Linked DNA regions of Bicyclus anynana: region 2 is linked to region 1. The links are chromatin contacts, called in public Hi-C maps. All regions are on one chromosome and are shown on one strand. The core of a region is the stretch at or near the end of the contact, and the rest is flanking DNA. Distances in the headings are between cores, read along the strand shown. Region 1 holds the start of LOC112052505 (arfGAP with SH3 domain, ANK repeat and PH domain-containing protein). Region 2 overlaps LOC112052505 (arfGAP with SH3 domain, ANK repeat and PH domain-containing protein).

The links. A called contact is a pair of places that touch in the nucleus more often than the background predicts.
Region 2: a Hi-C map of whole larva shows a contact between it and region 1, with 5 times the contacts expected there. The contact joins the enhancer-like site here to the promoter of LOC112052505 in region 1. A contact is called at or near these places in 2 of 2 Hi-C or Micro-C datasets (whole body and whole larva).

Annotation. Positions count from the first base shown.
Region 1 is chr1:6,537,493-6,541,028 of ilBicAnyn1.1, reverse strand. LOC112052505 (arfGAP with SH3 domain, ANK repeat and PH domain-containing protein) reads right to left here and starts at 2,222. Exons shown (of 17, transcript XM_052884275.1): 1 at 1,883-2,222. The coding sequence starts at 2,008.
Region 2 is chr1:6,583,640-6,587,594 of ilBicAnyn1.1, reverse strand. The region is part of intron 4 of LOC112052505 (arfGAP with SH3 domain, ANK repeat and PH domain-containing protein); the gene reads right to left. Among protein-coding and RNA genes, the nearest start is that of LOC112052505, 47 kb to the right of the region's middle. Within about 2 kb of position 2,119, at least 8 of the 8 cell types and tissues checked have open chromatin away from gene starts, as enhancers often do.

The DNA of each region.
Region 1 (3,536 bases), core at 973-3,472:
ATTTGAAAGTAAAATATTTGAAAGCCCAATCTTGAATGAATCTCATGGACCAAAGTCTTTTGAAACAGCAGATTATTTTGTTATAATATGTCGAACACTTAAAATTAAAGTCACAAGGGCTGCAAAAGTGCCTTGGTCAAAGAACTTACAATAAACTCAGTATCAAAATAAAGTGTGGTGATGGTTTAAAGTGACATTTTTAGTTATAGCATAACAGCCTTTAGTTAGTTTTGTGTGTGTTGGTCTTAATATTTGTTATCTCCTGGCATTCTGGTTTGATCCCTGCCCCATTGGTCAACTGTCATATCACTCCTAGCACAGTCTTTCCCGACTAGTTGGGAGGGGAATCAGAATATTGGTCATATTATAAATGATATAGCAAATATTCTTTAAAAAAAATATATATTTATTATCTCCTGGTTTTCTTCACTTTGGTTTATATGTTGCTATCACAACCTATTTTGCAATATATTATGATGTCTGTACTGCTACATGGACTACTAAGATCAGAAATGGGCAAACTTTTAGCTTTTATAAAATACTGTGTCATATATACCGTGTTGTGTGTAAAATATTATGTGCCCCCTCTAAAGAGCAACTGTTGAGTTTCTTGCCGGTATCTTCTCAGCAGAACCTGCCTTCCAAACCGGTGGTAGAATCTTTACAAATAGTCAACTGACGTGTCAAAAGTGCTTGTAAACTGAGTCTACTTGAAATAAATGATTATTGATTTGATTTTGATTTGATTTCTAATGCAAGTGTGCACATCATTCCATTTTTGTTTGGCTAATCGTCTACTAGCTATGTACAGACTACTGTAGGCAACTATGGAGTTAAGACTTTGGTGGCCTGTGATTTTAGGACATAATGGGTTTTAAAGGTCTAGAACCTCAATTTTTCAGTAATAATAACATGATTTTTTACATTTTCTATGGGGTATCATGAGATATCATTTATCTTAATCATATCATCAAAAACTTAGCATCTGTTACTGTTGAGTCTTACAAAACCTTTTGAATGGTAGAAAAACCAAGATAACATAGGTACCTCTTAATCTTCGTGAAAAGCTAAACATTCCCAGGATTTTAGACATGATAGCCCAGTTGATATGAAATATGGTAAAGTAAAACATTGTGAGGAAATCTGCATACCTGAGAATTTTTTTAATTCTCTGTGTGCATTGTCTGCCAATCCTCACTGGGCCAGCGTGGTGGACTAAGGCCTAACCCCTCTCATTCTGAGAGGATACTCATGCTCAACAGTTAGCTGAATATGGGTTGTTAATTAAACAGAAGAGATCTAATAATAAAGACATTAGACATGAGCTAGGTTAAAAGTGGATCTTATAAGGAAGTGATTTTCGTTGGAATTTAAATTCATTGAAATATATTTCAGTTACTTCTGGATGCAACTACTCTTAATGGCAAGTGGCGATACCCTCATATCAAATATCAGCGTGGCAGTTTTAGACAGTTCTCATAATATTGGTATTTGCACCACATCGTACCAGAACGCTATATCGCTTGGCGGTTATATTTGTTAGTCATCACTGGAACGTTAGTCTAGTCTATAAAATATCAATTTACACAATCGATGTTTACACAAATTTTTTGGCTGATAAAGCTGTTATTTGGTTATAATATAATATTATCACGTTTCCTATTACGTATATACTAATAAAATTGTACTTATTACCCACAATGGAATATTGTGGTTGAATAATATGGTTATTTTACCACAACGGAAATATATTAAATAAAAAAGCTTTTCAAAACAAGGTCTCGTCAGGAAATACGTGACGTTTTCAATTATTTATCGTAAACGATTCGATTTCAATTTGTAAATGTGAAAATATCGTAATAGTGATTAGCATAGTATTCACCTCTTCCAAAGCGTTGATAGTTTGCCGGCATTGTGGCATACGCGAAACAAACGTAGAGGTGGTTGGCGAACTGTAATCCTCTCGAGTTTCGTCAATAAATTCACCGATACCAATAAGACCCGGCATTATAACACAATATTTTATTTGCACTAAAACGAATTCTCGATAATCATTCAATTAAAACCAAACACATTACAAAAAACATTTTTCTAAATACTCAATTTAAAGGGAACACATTTTGTTAACCACAAATCACTGCGCAAAATAAAAACAATTTCGCATCAAGTTAGCAAACAAACACATCCATCTCTGTAATCATGAATGAACAAACTAAAACTAATTGAATTGAATGAAGTGATGTTGTAAGAAATAGAATGGCGAACGATTGTGAATGAAATGACTGGATATTGACTATAGACAACTGTCAAAGTAAATAGGGTCAATGACAGAGCTCAGACGTGGGCTGTAAATGGACCTGCTCTACCTCGCTAGAGGTTGCCCCTCTGTCAAAGTAAAAGATCAACGATCTAACGCGTTAATAAAACTGTTTATAAAGAATCGATGTCTTATTGTTGTAATCGTTTTTTCGTTTAAAGAACTCCTTAAAAATTATGGTTTGTGTACTTAAACGGCATAAAAAATGGCCAACAACTTCTAGTTGACTAAAAGATGAAGTTACGTTTCATCATTCTAATAATTATATATTGACATTTAAGTAAAGGTTGTATTTTATATAATGGAAATGTAACTTACATAAATTACTTAATCACGTCAAATTTTTAATTAATGTCTAAACGTTATGTCTGTTGATAAGTGTAGAAATTACACGAAGTGTTTTGCGAATCAAATTTATAGTTGTGTGAAAGGACACAAAATATATTTGTTGGTGTTTAATAATTTTCGATGTGTGGGTTTATCTAGTCCTCCTTTAAAAAAAGGACATAATTTTATTAGTAAATTTGAGTAAACCCATTAATTGATTATGAAACACGGCTAAAACTCACGTGATATTAGGTCGGAGTATGCCCGACTAGTTTCGAACCCATACGGGGCCCTTAGTCATGAGCTGGTTCTTGCATCGCGGCACGATCCAAACTGTAAACCCATATGTTGTATCTGGTCTGATCGTGCGATGCATCTCCTTATTTGATTACTCTATCTGTCATAGAGTAATCAACATTGATCAAAAAATCGTAGAAGGAGATTAAATAAATATAATCTGTCTACGTTGTGTCATAGACTATAGAAATGTATATCAAGTCAGCATTGCCAACTTGTAAGGAGTTCCTGAACTTGCGGGGAATTGCATCTAATGTTAGAACCATTTTTTTTCAAGTAATCAGTAAAACAAAATACATAGATCGTAACAGTACTTTTGTTATTTTGATCTATATCTTTAGAAGGATCGTTGTGTGCCATGTGTTGTTTTCGCATTGGTTGGCATGTGGAATAGCTCTAGGTATGTGAGAGTGTTTTGGTCATTCCTGAAATCTTGATCGCTAAGTGAAACGTTTTTGATATATTCAACTATACTATATATCCTAACGACTACTATAAACTCGATAAAAATATACTCAGTAATACCCAGGGTGATTGTCAAAAAATGGTAAATTATCCTATTAATATTATATAAGTAATAAAATTAAAAAATGGA
Region 2 (3,955 bases), core at 870-3,369, 47 kb before region 1:
ACGGTGACAAGCAAAGATCGTTGACCATACAGCCTGAGTTTTACATAATTTTTTGAAGACTTATATGATTGGTTTGTTTGTACGTTTTCTTGTTTGTTAAGCTTGTTGGTAACAGAAAAAAATAATGATACTTGGCCGCCTTGGTACACCGGCGAACTTTTTGAGCAAGGAGAAAGATAACAAAATGTTATTTCTTTAAGAAAAATACTATTAAGCAAATTAATTAATTTTTTATACATCATATTATCATCTCTATATACTTTTATACGGGGGTATAACGGGGTTCACGCGCATTCTCCTTTTAAGTTTCAAAGTTACAAAATAAAACCCTTGTACCTATTATTTCTGTTCTCGAGCCACAAGCGCGGTTACTTTTTTTATTTTGAAGGAAATAATCGCTATTACTTTCTGATGATTACTAAAAGCCGAAGTAATAATGTCAGTAGTGTTTTTCTCGGCACTGAAAGCGAAAAAAGTACATAAATAACCAATTATTCTTCCTATCATCTAATCAGTCCCTATGACGCTTTAGTAACTGCATACTTAACTTTTGGCAAACCGGAATCCTACTACCAATGACGTGCACTTCACAGATGCAAAAAAGGTCTGCCTACCCCAAGGACATAATACAGGAATACAAACGTTGGACCAAATACGTACTTAGTCGGAAAAGGAATTTTCCAATTTTTACTTATAATGCATACCTTACACACGCCACTGCCTATGACTATTACGAACGTGTTTAGCAGACTGGGAGACGCCACATGGTGCGTGGGATTCCCTAAACGCATCCGGAGTCCCAAGTTAACAAGGCGTCAGTATTACCGGCAGATCGCTCTGTAGAAATACAAATTGCTCGCCCTTCCGCGAGTTAAAATTGTATTCGATGACGCACGAGTACGCGCATCGTGCCATAGTGGAACCAGATTTATATTTCATAGTTGTGCAATAATATACACGACCTTGTGCACTCGTCTTGGCGTCTCGCCGGCTGTTCACACTATGTTTATATGTAGTTATCGCATGGCCATATGATTGGGGAATTTATTTGATTTTTTTCCTACAACTTTATCCTTAAATACCATTAACTTATCTATAACATTGCACAGTTGCACACTTGTTGATCGAACATCGAACATTTAAATAAAATTGAAGTGTCTATCTGTGATTACAAAATAACCAAGTTTTATCAAGTGATTATGACACCAATGCACAATCAAACTTTTTTTAAAAATTTCGTCTGTTTGTCCGGGCTAATCATTGGAACGGTTGGAACGATTTTAATGCGACACTGGGAAACAGAGGAGTTTATTCCTGTGTGATCTGTCTTTATCCCGAAAAAATCCCGCGGGATTTGTGAATAACTGAATTTTAGGCATACGAAGCACCGGGCGTCTGCTAGTTGATAATCCTACTAATATTATAAACGAGAAAGTTTGTTTGCACGTTTGTTACTCTTTAACGTCGCAACTACTGAACTGATTTGGCTGAAATTTAAGACGAAGGTAGACAATACCCTGGATATAATTTTAGCGAAACTGGCGAAAAACTAAATTCCACGGACGTAGTCGCGGGCGTCCGTTAGTATATAGTTTGCAAATGGATAACGTTAATAGAATTTGTCTATAGCGGTATCACATCCGAAGTTTCTGTTACTTACAAAACAGTCAGCCAATAGCTTATGCGCAAACAGGCACAGGCTGCGAGCGCGTGGGTGGGTTTATACCTCAGACCAATTATAGGAGGACCTGTATCGCATTCACAGTCACGAACAAAATTGTCTGTCATTTTCTGAGGAAAACGAGCTAAGATTTGGTATATATTTTATACTAAACTAGAAGTTTTTGCCCGTTTTTTACACAATTCAATTACACAAAAGGTATTTTTACGGAGCTCTTTAACCGACGAACACGATTACAACTACTTAACATCGATTCTATAGAAACAGTTTTTATAATCGCATTAGATCGTTGACCATATACTTTGACAGAAAAGTAACGTCTAGCGAGGCAGGTTATACAATAATTGGTCTGAGGTTTACACCGAAGCCAGGACTGTTCTCGGCGGAACAGTCACAGAACAAAGCGAGGGTCAAGACGGCACGGCAGCGGCCCTGCGCGGCGCAAGGCCGGTCGATGACCTGACGCTACTGTATCGCATCGGCTTAACTAAACACCAACCACTTTTCCATCATTAATAACACTAGCTCTCGTACGTACTCCTGGCTATCCTTTATATAGTATATCGTCGCCGTCGGTCTAGATGTGATAGCTCGTATGTGCAAACTGAAGAACTTTACAGGAGAGACAAGAAACATCATTTAGGTATCACTAAAAGTCGTTTTATGCGACCAAAAACTTTTTTAATGTACGTACTACAAGATATTTACGGGCTACCACCGGAAAAGCTGATTGAAGCTTTCTGCATAAAAATCAATTTTTACCAAAAATTGTTAGTTACGAGGTATCACATCTAGACCGACGATATTGATTTATAAATTGTTATTAAGTTGTATCTATAGACAACAACGATTGATTGTAAACCTGTTAATAAATGCATAACTTGATTATTGTTGCAAATTATTTATATTTACAACCCTTCGTCTTCAGTTTATTTCCTGTTAACCGCATAGAATAACGTTCGTTCTAATAATAAAAGCCAAAAGTAAGGTTTGTTAAAAATGATTCACTTTATTCATTTATCATTTAGCAATCTATAGAGACAATTTATCAACAGCAAACTTTTCTCACGGAATTTTCTAGACGAAATAGTTTATTGATTTATATTTTGTTCCGAACTTTCCTTTGACAAGACTTTATAACCAACTTTTTCCATTCAAACTTCGCACAAAGAAAGGAAACGACAATGGCAGACTTAAACCAGATTCATCTTGTCGTCGGACCTTCCCCCTTCTTGAACTTTTTAGTATATTTATAATAGAAGTTATCTTCCACTATCATAGTTTGTAAGTAAGTCTATATATTTGTCTGTCTTTTACCTTTTCACGGCTCAACCACTGGACCGATTTGTATGGTTATAGGGATAAATTGGACCCTGGAGCAGAATTTAGGCTACTTTTTATCTTAGAAAAGTTAATTGTTCCCGCGTAAAAAAATAGAAACTCACCCGGAATCCCGCGCGTCCGCTAGTTTTTTTTTAATAGTTTATTTGCCATATCTTTTAAACATGACCAATATTCCTATTTCACCCCAACTAGTCGGGAAAGACTGTACTAAGAGTGGGTACGACAATGACATGATAACATTTAGAAACTAGAACGGGTAGAAACTTACATGCAGGATCAAATCTGAGACAAGTCTTATGGTATTAGGATAACATGAATATACGAGATATGATAACATTTAGAAACTAGAACGGATAGAACCGTACACTCATAGGTTCAAATCTGAGACAAGTCTTAAGAATAGGTACTAGGATATCATGAATATACGAGATATGATAACATTTAGAAACTAGAACGGATAGAAACGTACACGCATAGGTTTCAAATCTGAGACAAGTCTTAAGAATAGGTACTAGGATAACATGAATATATGAGATATAATAACATTTAGAAACTAGAACGGATAGAAACGTACACGCATAGGATCAAATCTCATCAGGAAATGGAGTCAGCAGAGCGGTTCGGCGTCACACCAGGTACACTCGAAAGGTAACCGTAAACTGCTTCTAATGAATAAAACCCGCTCAGTCATAATGCTGGACAACTATGCCATCATTTTAATATGACGCATAATGATACAAAGATTGTTGTTATTTATTATACATTCGCTCCTTTACAATATTGAATTCAACCATTACACTATCGTATTTGAATTATTTATGTGCGTAATTACATTTATACTGTGTATGTAAGTGTTTATATCTAAAGTAGCCGACACCCGGCATTTTCACTTGCGTAGTTCCCGTTCCCGTGCGAATACGGAGACAAAAT